Regions from separate parts of the Mus musculus genome. Here region 1 is linked to region 2. A link is a contact called in public HiChIP or PLAC-seq data. All regions are on one chromosome and are shown on one strand. The core of a region is the stretch at or near the end of the contact, and the rest is flanking DNA. Distances in the headings are between cores, read along the strand shown.

Evidence for each region. HiChIP or PLAC-seq counts read pairs in DNA pulled down with a chosen protein or histone mark.
Region 1: a contact with region 2 is called in a FOXA1 HiChIP or PLAC-seq map of pancreatic cancer cells. The contact joins two enhancer-like sites. A contact is called at or near these places in 1 of 15 datasets of contacts at CTCF or cohesin (large pre-B cells) and 1 of 115 datasets of contacts at active chromatin or transcription factors (pancreatic cancer cells).

Annotation. Positions count from the first base shown.
Region 1 is chr16:33,997,841-34,004,476 of GRCm38.p6, forward strand. All of the region lies in intron 51 of Kalrn (kalirin, RhoGEF kinase), which reads right to left. Among named protein-coding and RNA genes, the nearest start is that of Umps, 34 kb to the left of the region's middle. Within about 2 kb of position 2,986, at least 46 of the 459 cell types and tissues checked have an H3K27ac peak or open chromatin away from gene starts, as enhancers often do. A contact at or near this core is called in pancreatic cancer cells, where this site is marked.
Region 2 is chr16:33,336,143-33,342,322 of GRCm38.p6, forward strand. No RefSeq gene overlaps it. Among named protein-coding and RNA genes, the nearest start is that of 1700007L15Rik, 42 kb to the right of the region's middle. Within about 2 kb of position 1,284, at least 90 of the 459 cell types and tissues checked have an H3K27ac peak or open chromatin away from gene starts, as enhancers often do. A contact at or near this core is called in pancreatic cancer cells, where this site is marked.

The sequences.
Region 1 (6,636 bases), core at 1,736-4,235, 660 kb after region 2:
AACCCAGGACGTGTCCGTGCTGGGTAAGCACCCCAGCACTGAGTTACATCCTCAGGTCTTGGTAGGAAGAATTGAAGTGAGGCTTCAAAAGCCTGGGAGGACACATCCCAGATGGCTGCAGAGAGAACGTTTCCTACTCCTCTTCCCCATCACAGAACCCTAGCTGGAGAGTGTATGCTATCAAACGCACACTGCTTAAGAAATGAACGTTCCTACTGAGGGTGTAGGTTTAGTGAAGATGCTGAGGAGAGGCTCAACTGTAGGTTCTTCACCTGGAAAGACCCAGGGAAACCAGCCATCTTCATTTCTTTGCCATTTGGCTGACCCAGCGAGGAGAGCAGGTGTTGCTGACCGTGATACCAGCATGGATCTGGGCAGCATTATCTGATTGGTATACACTACTCACAAACACCTTCCTTAGATCCTCTGAAGCCCCAGAGAAACATGGAGGCAGGATTGCCGATCCCCATCTCCTGAATGAGATGGGGAAGTGAAGTGTAAGATCCCACAGTGACAGCGGGCTGACTGGCTATGGGAGTCTCTGATTTGGCTCAGGACTCTGTCCATCACAGTGTGGGGTGCACTGGGAGATGTCATTGATGCCAAAGGCCCACCTGCTCTGCTGGGCTGCCTCTGACGGATCTCTTTCCAGTCCTCTGTAAACTTTCCGGCAGGAACTTAGACCCCGAGTGAGGTTCCATACCAATGCTTTTGCTAGCTGTGCCTGTGGCTCACATCTACAGAAGATAATTTTCCTCTATTTGAAGCAAACCTAAGTATGGGGGCAGGAGACGGCCGCCACGCTGCTCTCCTACTGTGGTCTCCTCAGGAATGTTTTTGTCTATGGATCTGTATGGGTCCCAAGCCCACAAGGGCAAGGGTTAAGTTGTCTTCTTATTGTCTCCAAATTTAGTACCAACTGTGGCATGTGGTGTTCTGTATCTGTCAAATCACTGACAGCTTTTAGTGGTGGGATTCTAAGTCCGAGGAGGAAAAGATAATGCATACCCCCCCCCACCCCGGGTAACTGGAGTGCTTTTCATTTTCTATAAACTGGACATATGACTTCCTTAGGAATCCCACTGGTCAGTCCAAGCCTGAGATTCAGTCGATGGTGATCTTCTTCCTCTATGCTCATTCAGAGGCTGGCACCTTGGGGGCCTCTGGTCATGAGCTGCCATGCATAACACTTTATCCGCGTCGCATTTGCTCACTAGTCCTGTGCACCGTCGGCAGGTGGCAACCCTTCTGGGGTTTATGTACCATCAGAGTCATCAATCGTGGTGTCAAACACAGTATCTGTTGTAGGACAGGCCAAAGTGGTTGGATCAGATTAACTCGGGCCACTCTATCACTGGTCTAGAATTTGGGTCTCCTGGCTGTCTTGTCTGGTGACCACTGCGGGTAAGTACAGGGACCGGAGGTACTAATCCCAAGTCTCCGATATTTCTGAGTGTCCCCCAAACAGGTGGGCAGTGAGCATGGTGTCAGATGTGAAGCCACAGAGAACTAGGATGTCAGAGAGATGTGGTCATGGAGGAAACGTGGGGTTAGTCACACAGAATGCACGTAGTCTGACTCTGAGAGATGCAGGGATGGATGGAGGGATGGAGGGAGGGGAAGAGAAAGGGGAGGGGGAGGGGGAGAGGGAGAGATAGATTATGCTGGGGTGGGGTGGGGGAGTAGGAGAGAGGCAAGGATGAACAACTGGGGAGCCTGGTTTTATTTGAACAGCAGAGGGCAGCAGGTAGCAAGGTTTCCTGAAGCCACAAGACAAGAATCGCCACTGCACCTTAGTTCCTGCCTTCTGGATTTTTCTTCAAAATGGGACAACAGCGAGTTCAGGGGAAATGTTACAGGTAAAATCCACCAGTGTTGAATAACAAACTGAGTTTGAAGAGAGCTTGAGTATCCCCCTCAGTTAATGCCTAAGAGTCTGACTTAGAGAAAGAAGGTGAAATTCTGTCTGGAAAACAGTTGTCAGCTGGGGATGACCTGACCTTGTTTTTTTCTGAGTCCCTCATCATCCAATCACAAAACACAGTTCCACACGGCACACAAAGGATGCTAATGGTGTAAAGATGGCAGAAACAAGCTCAAACCGAACGCCCTCAACCGTCTCAGAGCTACAAATCTGAGTGCAGGGAAGGAAAGGGATGCTAGATAACATTTAGTTAGAAAACGAGCAGAGAGTAAAAAGAGATTTTCCAGGTTGAGGATCTAGCACAGTGGTAGAACACTTGCCTGGCATGTGTGGTTCAATCCCCAGCATAAAATAAAACTCCCTAAACACTACTTCTGCATGTGGTCCTGGGGCTGGGTGTGATTTCTTATTTGAAGGTTTAGCTATTCATTATTTCAATCTGACTAGATCAGTTTTCCAGTTATTTATTTATTCATTTATGTATTTAGAGATAGGGTTTCTCTGTATAGCCCTGGTCATCCCAGAACTCACTCTTGTAGACCAGACTGTCCTCAAACTCACAGAGATCCACCTGCTTCTGTCTCCTGAGTGCTGGGATTAAAGGCATTCACCTTGGCCTAGCTTCAAATAATTAAAAAAAAAATTAAGTGTGTGTGTGTGTGTGTGTGTGTGTGTGTGTGTGTGATATACATGTGAATGCATGTGTCCAAGAAGGCCAGGGGCATTAGATTCCCTGGAGCTGGAAGCTGTGAGCTGCCTAACATGGCCTCAAACTTCAGTACCCAACTCTCCAGCTCCCTCCAAACCTTTCCTTTTTTAAAATTATCTTTGTAGTTGGAGAACCTGGTCTGTCTATGTGCTGCCGATTCCTTGATTTTCCTGAGATTTGCTTTGTGAATCACTGAGGAATGTACACTGAACTTTGTAGGTAAACTTTGATAGTATTTGGATGTTTGTGTATACAGGGAAGTGGGAATGGTGGCTTTGTCTCTTCTAGTGCTGCACTCTTAGGGAAACTCCCAGGTCAGTGGAACTTGCAAACTTGTAAGTGTGCAATATAAGGAAATGGGTCAGACCTTCCGACTAGGGTGAGGCGCCTCAGGACACACATGACTAAGAGCTCAACATGGATGCGAGCCCAGGAAACCAATCGAGACTTTTCCAACTCGTGTCAAATAGACTTACTCTCGTGGCTGCAACAGCTGAGCTCCTGAGTCACTGGGACAGGGTGTGCCTAAAGACCTGCGATTACCGGAGCAGTCAGGGGATTATAAAAGCTGTTGAAGAAGAAATTCTCCTCTTACAAGCAGATGTGCAACAAGGAAGGGCCTGAGCCTCTGCATTCAGACTTTCTGCAGGACATAGGTCGAGCTGAGGACATCAGTCAAAAGCAAGACCTGCTTTTTCATTGGCTGTGTGACCTTGACCTCATTGCCTTTGCTTTTTCTAGGAGGTTGATTTTTTTTTTATTTGTTTCTTGTTTTGTTTTGTTTTTGAGACAGGGGTTTCTCCGTGTAACAGCCCTGGCTGTCCTAAAAACTCCATTTAGACCAGGCTGGCCTCAAACTTACAGAGACCCATGTGCCTCTGCCTCCCAAGTGCTGGGACTAAAGGTGTGTGCCACCACTGCCTGGCTGAGAGGTGTTAATGTTTATGGTCAACTTGGATTGACACATGCCTAGGAGATTTGTAAAGCACAGCTCTAGCTGTGTCTATGAGGGCATTTCCAGAGATGATCAATTAGGATGGGGGAACAAAGGGCTCTGAATGTGGTGGCACCATCCCATAACCTGAGTGAAGGCTACTGCCCTGTAGTGTGAACACTCCATTTCTGTTTCCCAGACATCATGAGGGATCAGCCTCCTCTACCACACACTCCTGCCACCACAAGCTTCAGCCTTCTCTTCATCCCAGAGCATCAGGGATGAAGGAACAACTACAGAAACCCAGAGGCCGTGAGGCAAAGCCACTCCTCCTTTACAGTAGCTTTTCTTGGGGACTTGGTCAGTGACAAGACTAACACAGGTGAGCAACCGTGTCCTCCCTGATGGCCAGGGCACAGGATGGAGGGCCATCTTGTTTCAGCGAAGGTCCCTTGGGTAGTAGGACATCCATCTGCCCTTATAGGGAATCAGAACAGATCTGGGCAGGAAGAGAGTGTGTGGTTGCCAAACGCATCAGATACGTTACAAAGCAAATGTTTTGTCAAAATGACCGGAATGTGATGCTTCGCTTTCTTTTCCTTTAAAGAGTCCTTTTCATGGATTCTGTTATTAAAATACAAAAACAGGCTTCAGTGCAAACATACTGGCAATGCCAGGAGGTCAGTTGCCCGACTCGGGTATCGAAGTTTCGTCTGTGTGGCCAGGTCATTTTGAAGCCCTGTATCTGGGCTGGGGATACCAGAGTATCAAAGGTGGGATGACAGGCTGGCTCTTCAAGGATGGGATATCTAGGGCCTGAAATTGTGTGTTGGGAAGAAATTAGGTACCAGCTCAGGACACTCACCGTTCCTAGAACCGAGAGTGGTCATTTCAGTCGCCATCCCTACCCCCACTCAACAGCAGAAAGCACCTCTTCCAGTTTCTTCTGTCGTGGTCTCAATGCTGACATGGTTCAGAGCCAAGTTCCCGACATACATTACCTCTTAGATTTACATGGTGTTCAAAGGGCTATGTGTCAGTGTCTGAAGGCCTGCACACTAGGGACTGTGTAAGCTGCCTGCAGAGAAACCCAGAGCTCAAGAAAGTTAACTGGCCCAAGGTCACACAGCTTCCTCGATCTGGAGTCCAGGTTTCCTGACTCCGGGTCAGATCCACTGGCTTGCTTTGTGTGGCTTCAGTTTGCATCATATTTCAGCCTTGAGAAGGCAAGACTGGTGCAAAGGAGAGTCCCATGGGTTGAGCTGGACAGAACAATACATCCATACAGGGCGACTGGCAGAGGAAGGTCGGCCTTCTCAATTCCCAGAAACTGTGTTTTAGATTAAAACCAAACCTAGAAAGGCTGTGATCTAAGTTGCCACAAGATGATGTGAGAGGGGGGAAAATGGCCAGAAGAACTGAGCAACTGTTTCCCTTTCTTCTCTTCTTCTTTCATCAGTATGTATGTGTATATGTGGTCATGAGCATGTGCTGTGTGCCTGTGTGTGTGTGGAGACCAGAGGTCAGCTCTGAGAGTCTTCCTTGACTATTCTCTGACTCATTTCTGACACAGGGTCTCTCATTGAACTGTGAGCCCACTGATTCAGCTGCCCTGGCCAGCCAGCCAACCTAGGGATCTTGTCTGTCACCTCAGCTTTGGGATTATTGTTGGGATGGATGCCACCACGTCCAACTTTTTACACGGACGCTGGCGATCAAAACGCAGACCCTGGTGCTTTCAGGGCAATCATTTCACTGACTAGACTGAAGGTTGCAGCTTTAAAAATTGTTCTGTGTGCATGTGTTTGCCTGTATACGTGTGTGCATGTGCCAATGCATGCCTGGTGCCCACAGAGGCCAGACGAGGGCATCTGATCCCCTGGAACTGGGGTTTGAATGGTTGTGAGCCACTCTGTAGGTGTTGGGAACCAAACCCAGGTCTTCTGGATGAGCAACAAGTTGTTCTTAACCACTGAGCCATCTCTCCAGCCCTGAGTTACAAATTTTTTGTACTTCAACTCCCTGTCCGAAAAGGTAAAAGAGCCGGGGAGATGGGAACACACAGAAACGAAGGTGCTGATGCCCGCCAATTCCGGGAAGTCTTTCCTGTCGCTGAACTCTGTTCTTCCAACAGGCAGGATGCTTATTTAGGTTATGTCCACTGTAAAGTGGCATGAGAAATCCATAAAAGCAGCTGTTAAAATGCTACTCCTACCCTGATTAGTAAAATCTCCCCAATAGCCTCTTCTTTTCAAGGGTCTAGCCTTGCCACCTTCCAGAGCCCTTCTCCACAATGCAGTCCTCATTAGCTCCCTAAGCCACATCGCTGGCATCTGAAAGAGGGCAAAGCCTGCAGGGGTTGGGAAGTCTTTCTCACTCCGACGGATTGGCCACTGCCAAGAGGGCTACGGAGCTTTATTAAAGACGTTAAAATGCATGTAGTTAATTAGGTTCAACTGAAGAGCTGGGCTGAGAATTCTGATCCTCAGAGATAAAGACCCAAGTCTGGCAGCTGGTTCAGAGTTTCAGCCTCAATGAGTGACGCAGGCAGGTGGAAATGTGGGGCTCAGGAGCTGTGAAAACCCAGGAATGGCCTCCCGAGCTTTTCAGAGGTGATATGGATGTGGGAACCTCCTGGCAGCAGTTACGAGTCCAAAGGGAAATCTAGCCCAGACCAGAGAAGATGTCGGTTTCTTAGAGACAGTCCCTGGCTAGAGGCGATGTTGGGCCTGGGTACTCGGGCCCCAGCTCTAGTCTGGAGTGTCACTTCTAGATATGGGCGTGGCCATGGGACTGAAGGAGCTGGCAGGCAGCCATGTGGCTCTAAGCCCAGAAGAGCTGTTCTCAAGAGACCCCAGTGTTTCATTTTTATCCTCATTTGGAATTTTTTTTTGCATGTAAATTTCTTTCACACATAATGTCCCCATTCAGTCCCTCCCCCCAAGGGTGCAAGGAAAAGCTGGGCTACAGGCATTCATTTTTAAAACAGATCTCCATGTGGTGTGGTGTGGTGTGGTGACAGATGGAGAGACGGAGAGGGGATGCAGGGACCTGGTGCCTATCTTGCTA
Region 2 (6,180 bases), core at 34-2,533:
GAAAGGACGCCAATCCCAGGCTGGGTCAGTCCTGGGACAATGGCATGCGCTGAGGCAGACTGAGACGGTCTCACTCAAGGATAGGAAAACTATGTGGTCAGAGAAAAACAGCTAAGGGCTAGCACCAATTTGTAGCACCCAGAAATAGTTATGAATGCAGGTTTGCAATTTACTCCTTTAGTTTTCGTTAGGAAATATCATGAAAATGTGTGTGGTCTATTCAGGTATAGTCTCTGGAGGATAAAAAATGAGGAAGGCGACAGGAGGAAGGGAGATGGGGGGGAGGGGGACGGGGAGAGGAAGAAAGGGTGTGGGGAAGGAAGGGAGGGAGGGAGGGATGGAGGAGACTGGCCTTGCTGTGATGTTGGCTGAAAACTCAGAGGTTTCGATGTCAAACTAGAAATGATATAGAATCACTAGCTGGTCCCTAGCCAGAAGCTGGTAGAATATTCTAGAAGGCAGGCAGGGACTAAGAGCAATAGTGGGTGTTGGCTTTGGTCTCCTGATCCCCCTGCCTGGAACACTGGGAAGCAGGCTATGGGCTAAGGCGGTGCCCCCCACAAATGTAAGCGGTGGTTCTCTTAGCTCCCTCACTCCCTTGTTCTTGTCTTGCCCCAGAGAGACAGGGCTCTAAAGAATGCTCTAGAGCAGTGGTTCTCAACCTGTGGGTTGTGACCTTCATGGGGGTTGCCTATCAGATATTTATACTGTGATTTATAATTAGCCAAATTACAAAGTAGCAATGAAATAATTTTATGGTTGGGGGGTCACTACAACATGAGGAACTGTATGCAAGGGTCACAGCATTAGGAAGGCTGAGAACTACTGGCCTAGAGAGTGTCCTGTCTACACGGCATGGTGTCGGACACCTGAAACCCCCAGCACTTGGTAGGTGGAGCCAGAATGATCAGGGAGTTCAAAGCTACAAAGCAAGTTCTGGACCAGCCTGGGCCACATGAGACTCTGCCTTGAAAAAAAAAAAACAAAAACACAACAAAAAGAAACAAAGAAGAGGAGGAGGTTTGGTCTGGACAGAAACAAGACAGGGATTTCCAAGGGTAGTGGGTCTGCTTCAGCTCTGACCTTCAGCCAGAAGTGGCCAGTCAGTGCCAGTCCCACAGCAAGGACAAAAGTGAAGCTTCTGTGCCCTCCACCAGGAGGCAGGCAGCCTCGCAAACCAACGGTGATGTCATCATTTGGCTTGCTCTTCATTTCTGCAGTTTGAAAGCTGAACCTGGCGACTCTCCCTCTACGGTGAGGATGTGCATACCTTTCATTCAACAGACCAGGCTCCAGATGGAAGCTCAGGGGAGGGCCGCAGTCTCTGGAGGCCCGGGGTAGGGACTGGCCCACAGGAGGGCGCCCCTGAGCCCATTAAGCAACAACTACCAAGTCCATCTTTTGTTTGTTTATATTTGATCTCTAACACGTCACCATCTACAATGACTCTATAATACGAGATTTCCTGGTTTTGCGAGTGACTCGTAATCGATCAGGAAGCGTTTGTTCTAATTTCCCTCCAGGATCACTGTCTCCTGGAAATACTCTCCTAAATTTAAAAAGCGCAGACAAGAAAGGTAGGTGAACCGAAGGCAAAAGTGGTGCCGGGGGACGTTGTTTTGGTTTGGTTTGATTGTTTGTTTCTGAGCTACCTGAGTGTGCCGAGGTCATGAAACACTGTCTCAAAATCAGACGGAAGCAGGGTCTGTGGGAGGGCTCAGCCCACAAACGCCACCCTCAAGTCTGATGACCTGAGTTCAACCCCTACCCCCAGAACCCACAGCTAGAAGGCAAGAACCGGTTCCTGCAAGTTGGCCTCTGACCTCTATACACATGACATTCACCAGTTCTTGCCCACAAGCGCACATGCAAAATACAAAGTAGATATAACAGTACAAATTTTAAATCTTGCCTGGTGTGGTGGCGCATGCCTTTAATCCCAGCACTCAGGAGGCAGAAGCAGGCTGGTTTGAGTCCAGCCAGGTCTACAAAGCAAGTCCAGGACAGCTAGGGCTATTCCACAGAGAACCCATGTCTAGAAAAACAAAAACAACAAAAATTAAAATCACACAAACACAACAAAAGAAACCGCCATAGAGGACTTCCATCAAGGGCCAGTCACCTTTTGGAGGGGGAAAATACCACAGCAAGCTCAACCTATTATTTAAATCTGTACCCCTTATGTTGGGACTTGAACCTGTGCCCTTCATAAGCACCTTCCCACCTACCTACAGTCCTAACCTATACCAGGGTTTTAAACATACGAAGCTGGCATCTGGCCCAAGTGGATCCTTCCAATCTCTAATAGCTCCAACACGCGGCCTAAATACTGCCTGCTAAAATCCATATTATCTCAGTAATACCAGGTTCACCTTTGAGAGAAGGAGGCAGGCTTGCAAACAGACTCTGTGAGATGAGCATCGGCCCAGAGGAACAATGGTGTTTGAGGAGGAATTTAAATGTGCTGAGCATGTGGGCCTGTCCAGAGTCACAGGAAGCAAGATGTGTTTGTTCATTCATTCATGCATGTGCTTGTTTAACAAATATTTATTGAGGGCAACTCTGTGTCCACAGTGTCTGTTTGGCTTTCAGGTCCCTCGCTCTGTTGAGGGAGGGACAGCATATTTATTTATATTCTGCAAGGGGCAGGGTAGTCCTGGTTAAGACGGCACATTCCCTCTGAAATTTCATGAGCTCTTAGCAGCCTCCATGTGTACAAATGCAGGCAGGAAACGCATGCATGGGTGTGATTAGATGACCCGAATACAGGCTTGCTCAGTGTTCCCACTCTATATTCAAGTGTCTCCATCTCTCTGTTTTTAAAAAGATTTAATTTATCTTTACTTGTGTGTGTAGCTCACATGTGAGTACAATTGTCTTCAGAAACTAGGAGTGTTTGACCCCCCAGAGCTGAAGTTGCAGGCAGTGTGAGTTCCCAGCGTGGATGCTGGGAGGCAAAAGCTCGTATTTTGCAACAGTAGCAAGTGCTCTTAACCTTGGAGCCGTCTCTGAGCCCTGGACCCATCTCTTGATGCATAGGCTACTCTTTCTCTCTCTCTTTCTTTCTTTCTTTTTGTTTGTTTGTTTGTTTTTGTTTTTGTTTTTTTTTTTTGAGACAGTTTCTCTGTGTAGTCCTGGCTGTCCTGAAACTCACTCTGTAGACCAGGCTGGCCTTGAACTCAGAAATCCTCCTGCCTCTGCCTCCCAAGTGCTGGGATTAAAGGCGTGCACCACCACTGCCCAGCTACTACTCTTTCTCTTTTATCCCAAGAAAGAAGTGTAGAATGCTAACCACTCCATGTGTCCTCAGGTCTTTCCCCTTCTGATTAATTTGAGCCCCTTCTCAACTAACCAACTAACCAACCAACCAACCAACCAACCAACCAACCAACCAACCGACTCCTTCCTTGCCAGCATCTGGACTGTCTTCTCTCTTCCATGCCCCTGACTTTGATAAGCAGACCTAGTTCCCACCCCTCCCCCCTTTCTTACACAAACAACCTTGCTATTCTGTTACTCTTCAAACTACCAAGCTTTTCTATTACCAGGCAGCCCAGGCTTTCTCAGAGACTACTTTGTCTCAGTTCAGTCCATCCCCTCCCTGGAGACTAGAGAGCGGGACCAGACCTGCAAAGGTGACTACTGGCTTTTCAAGAGAGAGCATTTTCCTTCTGGCTGTCATTCTCCTCTTCCTTTAAAGACAGACCCCTCAGTTCCAGCTGTGTAACAGACTGTTTCCCAGGTTCCCTTGTGCTAGTTGCTGCCATCTTTGTCCTTCTGGGGTCATCTCCATAAAAGGAAAGTGGACATTGTCCATGTTTGCTCTCTTTCATCTCCACAGAGACAGGGATGTGAAAGAACACCAGAATCGATCATTTCAGATCTGAGATCGGAGCATCAGACTGCAGCTTGCAGGACAAGACAGAAGGAAGGAATATAAGGGCGGGGTGTGGGGAGCAATAGCTCAACTGATAGAGAGCTTGCCTTACATTCCTAACACCAGTGACTGTTAGATCAGATATGGTAGTTTGTGCCCCTAATCTCAGCATTTGGGAGGTGGAGCCAGGAGAATCGGGATGCAAGGGCATCCTTGGCTTCATAGATTAAGCCAGCCTGAGATGGGTGAGACCCTACATAACAAATCAAATGGATAACTTTTAAAAGATGGAGTATGGAGGGAAAGGGGAGCATGGGCCAGGCATGGTGGTGGACAGGAGTCTGAGGCAGGGGAAGCTCGATGAATTCAATGTGAGCCTGGTTCACGACACAGCAAGTTCTATGCCAACCAGGAATAAATGGTGAGACCCTGACTTTAACAAGATGAAACCTGTCCCCTTTTAAATGTAAAATGTCCCCTACAGACTCATGGGTTTGACTTAGTTCCCAGCTAGTGGTGATGTTTGGGAGGTTTGGGGCCTGGCTTGTGTGATGCTGAAGGTGGGCCTTTGAAGGTATAGCTTCCCTTTGCTGCTGGGCTAGCATTCTGCTTCTCGTTCTGCGCCTTTCGCAAGCCACCACTGTAAGAACCAGCCACTCTATGCTGATCCACTGTAGCCACCACACCTTTCCCACCATGATAGACTGAGCCCTTCATAGCTGAGAGCCAAGATCAGGCTCTCCCACCTGAAGTTGCTTCTACCGGGTATTTTGTCCCAGTGACAAGAAAGGTGGCTAATGAGCCCCTAACAACACTGCCCTGCTCCAAATTGGCTATGCTGTACTGTAGGCTGTGAGGAGACATACTCCTCAGTTATTAGTAGTTGGTTATTACAGTAAATATACCAGTACTCTTGAACAATAGCTCAGATCTTCAGCAATTCCATACCTTGTCCCAGGCCTATCTCTCCCCCATTTCCCTGTATTTCTGTAGCCAACGTTCCCCTTCCTGATGCACATTGATAACACAAGCCTTCCTGGTGGCTTTCCCTTCTTCCTCTCTTCCTTTATCTATAGCCATTCTCTGTTGACCCCTCCTCCACATGCGTGCCCTTCTGTGGGAAGCTGATTCTGACTCTTGCCCGGACTATTCTGTAGACTTTACTAACATGGCCTTGTTCCCACTCCTGGACAACCATGCATACACATACAGTTTGGTCTGAAGGTTAGGATTTATTTGTGGTTAGTGTCGTGGTTTAAGTAGAAATGACCCCCACAGATTCGTGTTTGAATGTTTGGCACATAAGGAAAGACCATAAGGAATCGTGGCCTTGAAGGAAGCGTGTCACTGTGAAGGTGGGTTTTGAGGTGTCCTATGCTCAAGCTCTGCCCAGCATGGCATAGAGTCTCCTGGTTGCCTTTGGATCCAGGTATAGAACTCTTGGCTACTCCTGCACCATTCTGCCTGCATGCCATCATGCTTCCCACCATGACAATAATGGACTGAACCTCTGAAACTGTAAGCCAGCCCCAAGTAAATACTTAACTTTATAAGAGTTGCCAGGATCACGGTGTCTGTCCACAGCAATAGAACCTTAAATAAGACAGTTGGAGAGATTGGCTCTGCAGTTAAGAGCACTTACACTATTCAAGAGTTCAGTCCCCAGCCTCCACAGTCAGAGGCTCGCAACCCTTTAGTTCTAACTCCAGGGGAAGCCGACACTCTCTGCTGGCTTCAGAGGGCATATGCATGTGGCAGGCACATCGATACAAATAGACCATTCTCAAAAAGATTCTCTCTCTCTTTTTTTTAATGTATGTGAGCACACTGTCACTTTCTTCGGACACAGCAGAAGAGGACATCGGATCCCATTACAGATGGTTGTGAGCCACCATGTGGTTGCTGCGAATCAGGAGCCATCTCTCCAGCCCTTTAGAAAGATTCTTAACTGAATTCATCTCTGCTGCTTATTCACTGTGGGGCCTGGATTATTTAGCTCTTCTGCACCAATTTCCTCATTAACAAATAGGAGTATGAGAGTAATTCTCTCATATGGAATTGGGGGAAATAGGGAGATTGGGTTAGATCTGGGGGAGGGGAGGGTCAATAAGATGAATTGGGTAAATATGACCAAAATACATTGTATATCATTCTCAAAGAATTAATACAAATATTATACTCTTAAAAAGGATGATAATTTCTTTCTCTGTGGGTAAAAATGAGCCAAACCAAGCCAGATTAATATATATATAAAGTCAGGTTTATTGGGAAATGGCTCTCGGTTAGGGGCGTTCACTGGCCCA